2 separate regions of the Oryzias latipes genome follow, and region 1 is linked to region 2. Evidence: chromatin contacts called from public Hi-C data. All regions are on one chromosome and are shown on one strand. The core of a region is the stretch at or near the end of the contact, and the rest is flanking DNA. Distances in the headings are between cores, read along the strand shown.

Region 1 (3,786 bases), core at 1,083-3,582, 170 kb after region 2:
AAATATATTTCAAACTGGCTTGTTTCCAATAACTTATAACACATTTTCTGTGGTAAAACATACTATTTCTAAGGAGCGTTTGCTTGCCTTTGTGTTTGAGTGCACTCAGCCTCACCTGCAGAGCAGTCCGTTTAGCGGGTCACGTGCGCACGTGGGTCACGTTCGCTAAGGTAACAACACAAAATGAGGAAGCCACAAAACTAAGGCTTTAGCAACAAAAACAACTCAAATATCCAAGATTTTGTGCTTATCATAATGCAAATACTTACATGTTTTTGCTTTGAGTAGTAAGCACCTCCGTCTTTGTCCGCTCGTACAAACAAACGTTACTTCGTTAAACTAATGGATTTTGCGATTATTGTACTACCTGCGCATGCTCACATTTATTAGTCACTATAGCGCGATGTGAAAGTAAACTCTACAAAGGACTCAATTCGACAAACATTAAACTGAAAAAAATGAATGGATAGAGATTTTTGGCAAAAAAAAATTCCTTCTATCAGTGAACGCATTGAAGATATTACATCTTCTAGCATGACAATGATCCATCACTCAGACAACAAAGGAGTGGATGGACATAAAGAATTTCAAGGTTCTGTAGTGACCTATCCAGTCTCTGAGAATCTGTGGAGTGAAATAAAAGTTTGTGTAAAATGGTAAAGGGCTTATACTTGTATGGCGCTTCTCTACCATCCTCGAAGGCGCTTTACAGTCAGTCACATTCACACACACATGGCGGCTCCGCTGCCAAACACTGGCGGCAACCTTCCACCAGTGGCAAGTTGGAGTTCTTGCCCAGGGACACTTGGACATATGGGCGGGACAGGCAAGAATCAAACCTGCCACTGCACCACGGCCGCCCCTACCTAGTAACAGCCCCAAAACAGTAGCCTTTGAGAAGATCTGCATGTAAGAATGGATCAAAATAGCAGCTACAGTGGTATAGACCTACAGGTACTGAGGTGTACTTTTGTTTTTGATCAAACCCTTAATGATCCGATTGGTGAGAAACCAAAGTATGTTATGAATCAAAGCAGATGTCATTTTTTTCCTATTTTCTTCTTTACACATGTGAAAATAGAGGTGGACAAGTCACTCCGGTGAGTAGCTGAAATGTAAAGAAGACACAAAGACTCAAACCATGTTCACGGAGTCCTTAGGCCACAGTTTGGCTTTATTCATTTTTAGAATATCAACAAATTTGCAGAAAATAACTGGTATAAGCAGTGAGCACTTCAACCATAATGTGGCCAAAAGAAATGAAATGCACCAAGCGTCTGAAGAGCGATGTGATTATGAGACTGCAGTGCGTCAGGATCATTATAAATACAGGAAAAACTTTAAGTTGAGGCTCTTAGAGATAACACCAATCTGACACGGTCTTATTTATATCCGTTTCCATTTTCTGTGGTTAAATGAGCTCCTTCTGGTAAAGTTTCATGGCTTACGTGAGTTAAAATACCAATTTGGCTGGAAGAGTATAGATCAAATAGGCAGAAGAAAATGATATGACATTTACAAGAATATTGAAAATAATAACACATTTTCCTTCTTACCATCAAGAAACAATGTAGATCAGTGCTCCCTTGTCTGATTGTCTACCTTTCTTTTGTGCTTTAATACAAGGGGACTTGTCGCTACAAGTTTAATGATCGTTTGTGATACCTGGAAAAACAATTATGAGGTCTTTCTCCGCCCACTCTCACAGTGAGAAGGCACCCCTCGCTTCCTGAGCAGGGTCCACAGACTGACCTACAGCGATTCATCACCTCTCAAGATACATATCCAAATCTGCAGCTCCTATTGCTGAAATATCTCCATGCAAAATGTCTTCTCCCCTTCCTGAGCAGAATATTTGTTTACATTTATGAACTCTTTATGTCTTTTACATTTTTTTGCACAATGTCTTTAATGGAAGCTGAACCTTTTTTTTGTCCATTTGGTGGTTAGATTGGAATTCTAGCGATGTAGGAGAAAGAAAATAAATAAATGTTCAGCAGTCCGGGCTAACTGAGAATAAGGGACCGGACAGCATGTCCTTCAGTCTTGCATTAGCATTTCTCTCCAGTTGAAGCTGTGATTTGGTCCATGTGTCAGAGGCAGGATGGGTGGGTCGACCAGCTGCCACACCCCTGTCTCTCCCAGCTCCTCACAAGCACAAAACCCCAAGTAAGGAATCTGTAACAAGAGGAGACAGATGTTCTTGTAATCAAAGGGGAATTTGTGAAAACTGAAGGGAATTGAGTGGAAATGAAAGCACCCCTGAAGCTAAAGCAGAAAACTGACCTTTCTGACAACTTGGACAAAGTCCTTGGAGTTTTGAGGGGTGAGGCCTTGGATCTGACGAGTGCAAGCCTCTAGGGAGGAAGCGTGGGCCACAATCAGGACTGTGTTTCCTGTGTGAAAGAGGTAGAGAATTTAGGAACACATACCACGAATGCCTCCAGCATACATCAGAGTGTGGAGTCAGCAGCTGCTGACATGAAGAGCTTAACGCATTTGAAATAAGAAGACATTTATCAGAGTCTACACCAGTTGGGTTTTTTTTTCTAATTATAAAAGCTTTTTAGCAGCTCATTAAGACCATAAAACTAAGAGCAATACTCATCAGAGACAATGATATGTTTTAGAAAAAAATAAAATTTTGAGCTTCAAATATAAAATATTTAATTACATTTTCAGGATCATACGTACCCAGGGTTTTGCACTCTGTCAGGATCTCTCTGGTCACTTGGAAGCTCCTGCTGATGTAAGTGTCATAGGACTCGGATACTGCCAACTTACTTATGGAGAAATGAGGTCTAAAGGAAAATAGACGTTACAAGTAAAGAAAGCTGTCTCGGGGTCTTCAGATAAAGATGCTGCACATTAGAGTTGCTCACTACCTGTATGTTGTGTCAACACTCAGGTTTGCAGCAGTCAGCTCAGCCGGGGGGATCCAGGCGGGTAAACACGTGCCTGAAACCCATTTGGTCCATTCAAACAAGCCGGGCTCCACGCGGATCTTTGTCTTTCCCTCCTGCTGGAGACCTGACACAGAGAGAGAGGCTGTGAAAGATTGAGCCAAGAGCTGCTCTTTCGCCTAGTCTTTTTACGGAAGCTAATACGAGGGGTTTTGTTGTCACACTGTACTTTTATCCACATCAGGTTTTATGAATTGAAATGTTGTGAGAAAAGAAATATTTTCAACAGATTTCCTTCCAGTAGCAGAAACTCAATCTGAAAACATGAAGAAATCTGCTCAAGGACAGAACTTGATGAAAAAAAATCTAACATTGATAGAACATCAAACAAACAAAAATATTTCCACATCTGAGCTAAAGTGATCATGATGGGATGGATACCGGAGGACGGAGCCAAGCACAGGACTCTTGAAGCACCCTAAACATTATGATTACCTTTTGTATTGGGATAAACCAAAGACAGAAAAAAATGCACTTGAAGGAAAACTGGTAAACAACACAAACAGAATAAAATGCACAGACTCTTGGAGGTAAATCAATGATAACATGTCACTACACAAACAGAACAAAACAATAAGTCAGCTAGCTGATCCCTCACAGAAGACAAGTGAGGGACGCTGACAGGCAGGATATAGATATATATCTATCTATATATATCTATATATATATCTGTATCTATCTAGATATCTATATATCTATATATATATAGATATATAGATATATAGATATATATATATATATATTTATATAAATAATCAGGGAGCTTGTGGCCTGTAGATTGTAGCTTTTGAATAAAGAAATATTTTTAATCTTAATTTTCTTT
Region 2 (3,820 bases), core at 648-3,147:
CGCTCTTTGTGTAGGACACTGAGGAGCGCGGGAGAAAACAACTCTCAGCTGCAGAGGATATGAACAGGTGAACAGGTAGAGAGGAAAAGCAGGTAGAGAGCCGGGGGAGGGGCTTTGGCTTCAAACTCTGTCAGATGGAAACACGGGCGTCAGATTTAGACGCAGCTTTCACTTTAGGAGTTGAAGCAGACACACTCTCTGGGATGAATTCAAACATGGAAACATGATTACCATGCAGAACTCTTCAAAATAACAAACCTGATCTCTCCACATTCTTCCTGTCTACCATGCATTGATATACACAGACACCGCTCCATGTAGCGATCAGAAGATTACTTTAGCTGGTAGCTCCTCCCACACGCGGCCGCAGTATGAAGCTTTAAAGAACACAATTTCTAAGAGGCGGGGCGGGGCATTGCACACCTCCAACAACAGGTAGATGACAGAGTCCATTAAGTGTCTCTGCCGTTCACGGAGCTTCAGTACATAGAACTCCAACAGCCACACGGCCTAATGTAGTCTGCTATTATATATTCATGAGGGGAAAAAGACAGCCAAACCGACCCTTAAACCGCCCAAATTATGCACATCCGCCCAAAGTCATTTTTATCCGCAAATTTAGAACCAAAACCGCCCAATCTGGCAACACTGCTGCTAGCTTCTCTTGTAGAAAAAACGTGCTCCCTCCACAGCTCACTGTGACGTTAATATTTGTTAGGTAGTTTGCCGCTCAGCCCAGTGGAAATTTCAGAATAAAAGCACTTCCATTGCAGCTTTACTTCCGTTGTGAGTTGTGTTGTGTGTTGTGAGTTAATGTGTTGTGTTGTGAGTTGTTGTGTTGTGTTGTGAGTTATTGTGTTGTGAGTTATTGTGTTGTGAGTTAATGTGTTGTGTTGTGACCCTTCAGCAGAATTTAGAGTATTGTTATATAATATTTGTGCAAATCTAATTATGACAGTATGAGTCTGCTGTTGTCATAACAACTACAGGTAGACAGAAATAAGTTCTGGCTGGTGTGCCTGCTTAAAAAAAATGACCCCTTGGTTGGCTCTTGCTGTTGGAATGGTGTCTTGAAGAAACACAGAATAGAATAGAATAGAATAGAATAGAATAGAATAGAATAGAATAGAATTTTACTGATCCCCAAACAATGGAAAAAAAGTGATCTAGAGTATAGTACCTTACATAGATTACATTTTTAAAAATGATTTATACAGGTCATGAATGTGGAAAAAAATATCAATATTTAATGGATAAAAAGAAAACAAGAAACACAACCCTTATTAAATACATGATAATTTGTTACAATCAATTAATCAACAATCAATGTAATGACGTCTTTGAATCATCCATATGTGTACCTCAGTGTCGGTTTCAAAACTGTCATAGAGCTGGACAATATTTGGATGTTTTAGATCCCTCATAATTTCGATTTCCCTCTTGAGGCTTCGTAGCTCTCTGTCGGTTCGGCCCACTTTTGGCATGAACTTAAGAGCAACCACCTTATTGACGACAAAACAGGCAGGGATGTCATTTAAAGTAATCAATTAAACAACAATTCAACAAATTGATACAGGTTTACCTGGCCGCTGCCCTTTTTTCTTCCCTTGTAAACTCGCCCGAACGAACCCTCTCCAGCCAGCCCCAAGACGTGATAGGAATTCATTTCAGAGACGCAAGAAGAAGAAAAAACAGAACCGACTTTAACGTTGTCATGGACACATAACTCTCAAAATCAACCAGAAGCCCATTAATCAACACGTAAAAACATTTAGGGGGCTCACGCGTTTTTACTGAATGACTCTAAGTTCGTCGGAGGACAATAGGAGAAAAACAATAGTTTGACTGCGCATTTTTAGGATTACAAACGTTTCGCACTGGCAGGTTAATTTGCCGTCTCACAAAAGTAACAAAACTCCTCACAAACTACAGCTAATTATCGAGTAATTCACAAATTAATTATAGAATCATATCTGATACAAAGCCTTTAGACTTTACATAATTATTTATTTGTTTTTTTAAAGTAATGTCAAAATGAATTAAGGCTTTTGTTTTGACAGCATACAAGCGGGGGGTCCTTAGCCAAGCAACGGCCTTTGCGTCCATAGCAACGAGCTCAAAATTAAAACAAAGCAGACGTGTTTTTTTGTTGTTTAATAAAAAAAACTGTCTTTATGGACACAATTAGCACACTAACTTGTACTTCGTTAGTTTCAACATCTTCCTGATATGGGTTTTGTATAAAGGTGCGATGTTTTTGCTTTGAAAAAAGGATTTACAACGTGAGTAGTTAAGTATGTAGTTATTTAAACGGCCGTTAGATGTCACAAGCGAGTCACATCACTTTGCAAACAGGACTTATCAGCAGGGTTGGAGAGAAAGATGGCTACTCCACATTATTATTTATACTGATAATTATATATTCATTGAAGTAAAATTACTCAAGGGAAAATACGGTAGATGAATTTAAATGATGAAAAGTGAATGATAAAATGATTTTGCATTTTTCAGGGATACTTAATTGGTTATTTAGTATTCAAACTTGAACTATGAAAGGAATACTTACAAAATTAAGTGTATGTTTACATAGCTTTGTACATTTAGGAAACACAATGTTCACTATTCAGTTCTTAAAAAAAGTTCAACAATTTTCTCTTTTATAGAACAAAAATATAACTTAGTATAGGATGACGATTACATGAGGTAAAGAAAACACAATAAAGATACTAAAATACACTACTGTTGTGACATGAAGTAAAACACAATAGTAAAATATTTTGATAGAAAAAAACATGCTGTGTTCCAAATATGTAGGCCTATTTAATAAACTAAAGTATCAAACTAAGTGTATCAATCAGCAGTTTAGTCACATCACAATACAGTAAAAATATCATCATTTAAAAATTAACAGAACATGGAAAATAAAAACAACCTGTAGTTTACAATGTTTCATTACAAGCGTACCACAGGAAAGAGCAGATATGTTGCACAAGCACAGCGGGTGGGATACAACCTTTGGCTATTTGAAGAGGAACAACTTCAGAAGCTGGCTGTCACATTCTGCAACACCAGCTCAAGAGATCAACAACAGGAAAAACAAGACTGTAACTCACAGAAAGGAAAGAAAAAACGTATTCTCAGGGACAAAGTGAAAAGCTTTTTTTGTCTTAAAATGTTAAAGTTGAAGATTTGAGCAAACTTTGCAGTCTTTTTTCTTTTTCTTTTAACTTTTTATGCTAATTGTAAAAGAGGTTAGATCTAGTTAGAGAATAGTTTGACCATAAACAAGAATATATAAAGAATAAAACTAAAATTAAATGAATGACTTAAAAAAAATAACTCTAAACAGAACAGACTGAAAATAAAACTTGCTGGACTGGAGCATCTGAAGACATATATGACACTTGTCCTTTCAGCTATTCCACAAATGTTTTATAATGATCTTCTCAAAGGAAAAACATCACAAAAATAGAACACATCACTTTTTAACTTGTCCAGTGGGACTATTGGTCCCATGCACTGTTACAGACCTGCACCAGATCAGAAGTTTCCTGCCTCCACATTTTTAACTCCACCCATGTTTCTGTTCAGGACACATATTCGCTGTACCTTGGTGTTGGGTAGAGCTGCTTTCTTTTCAAAGAGGCACACCTAATGTTGAGCAGCTGATTCCACAATAAAAACCTGAAGGTGTTACCACAGATGCAGGAAGGGCAGGTTTTCTAACTTGCTGCATGTTTCCACAAAACTATGTCAGAGATGTGATGTGATGTATAGTTTGGAAAATAGTGTCAACCTTGTAAAAAAAAAAAAAAGTGAC

The links. A called contact is a pair of places that touch in the nucleus more often than the background predicts.
Region 1: a contact with region 2 is called in a Hi-C map of embryo, with 1.7 times the contacts expected there. The contact joins the enhancer-like site here to the promoter of stk36 in region 2. A contact is called at or near these places in 2 of 5 Hi-C or Micro-C datasets (embryo and fibroblasts).

The regions. Positions count from the first base shown.
Region 1 is chr14:15,461,004-15,464,789 of ASM223467v1, forward strand. ubash3b (ubiquitin-associated and SH3 domain-containing protein B) reads right to left here. Exons shown (of 14, transcript XM_004076393.4): 11 at 2,886-3,030; 12 at 2,695-2,801; 13 at 2,287-2,396; 14 at 1,141-2,178. The coding sequence ends at 2,041. Among protein-coding and RNA genes, the nearest start is that of ubash3b, 23 kb to the right of the region's middle. Within about 2 kb of position 2,333, at least 1 of the 8 cell types and tissues checked has an H3K27ac peak or open chromatin away from gene starts, as enhancers often do. A contact at or near this core is called in embryo, where this site is marked.
Region 2 is chr14:15,291,658-15,295,477 of ASM223467v1, forward strand. stk36 (serine/threonine-protein kinase 36) reads right to left here and starts at 1,898. Exons shown (of 20, transcript XM_020708922.2): 1 at 1,583-1,898; 2 at 1,362-1,502. The coding sequence starts at 1,666.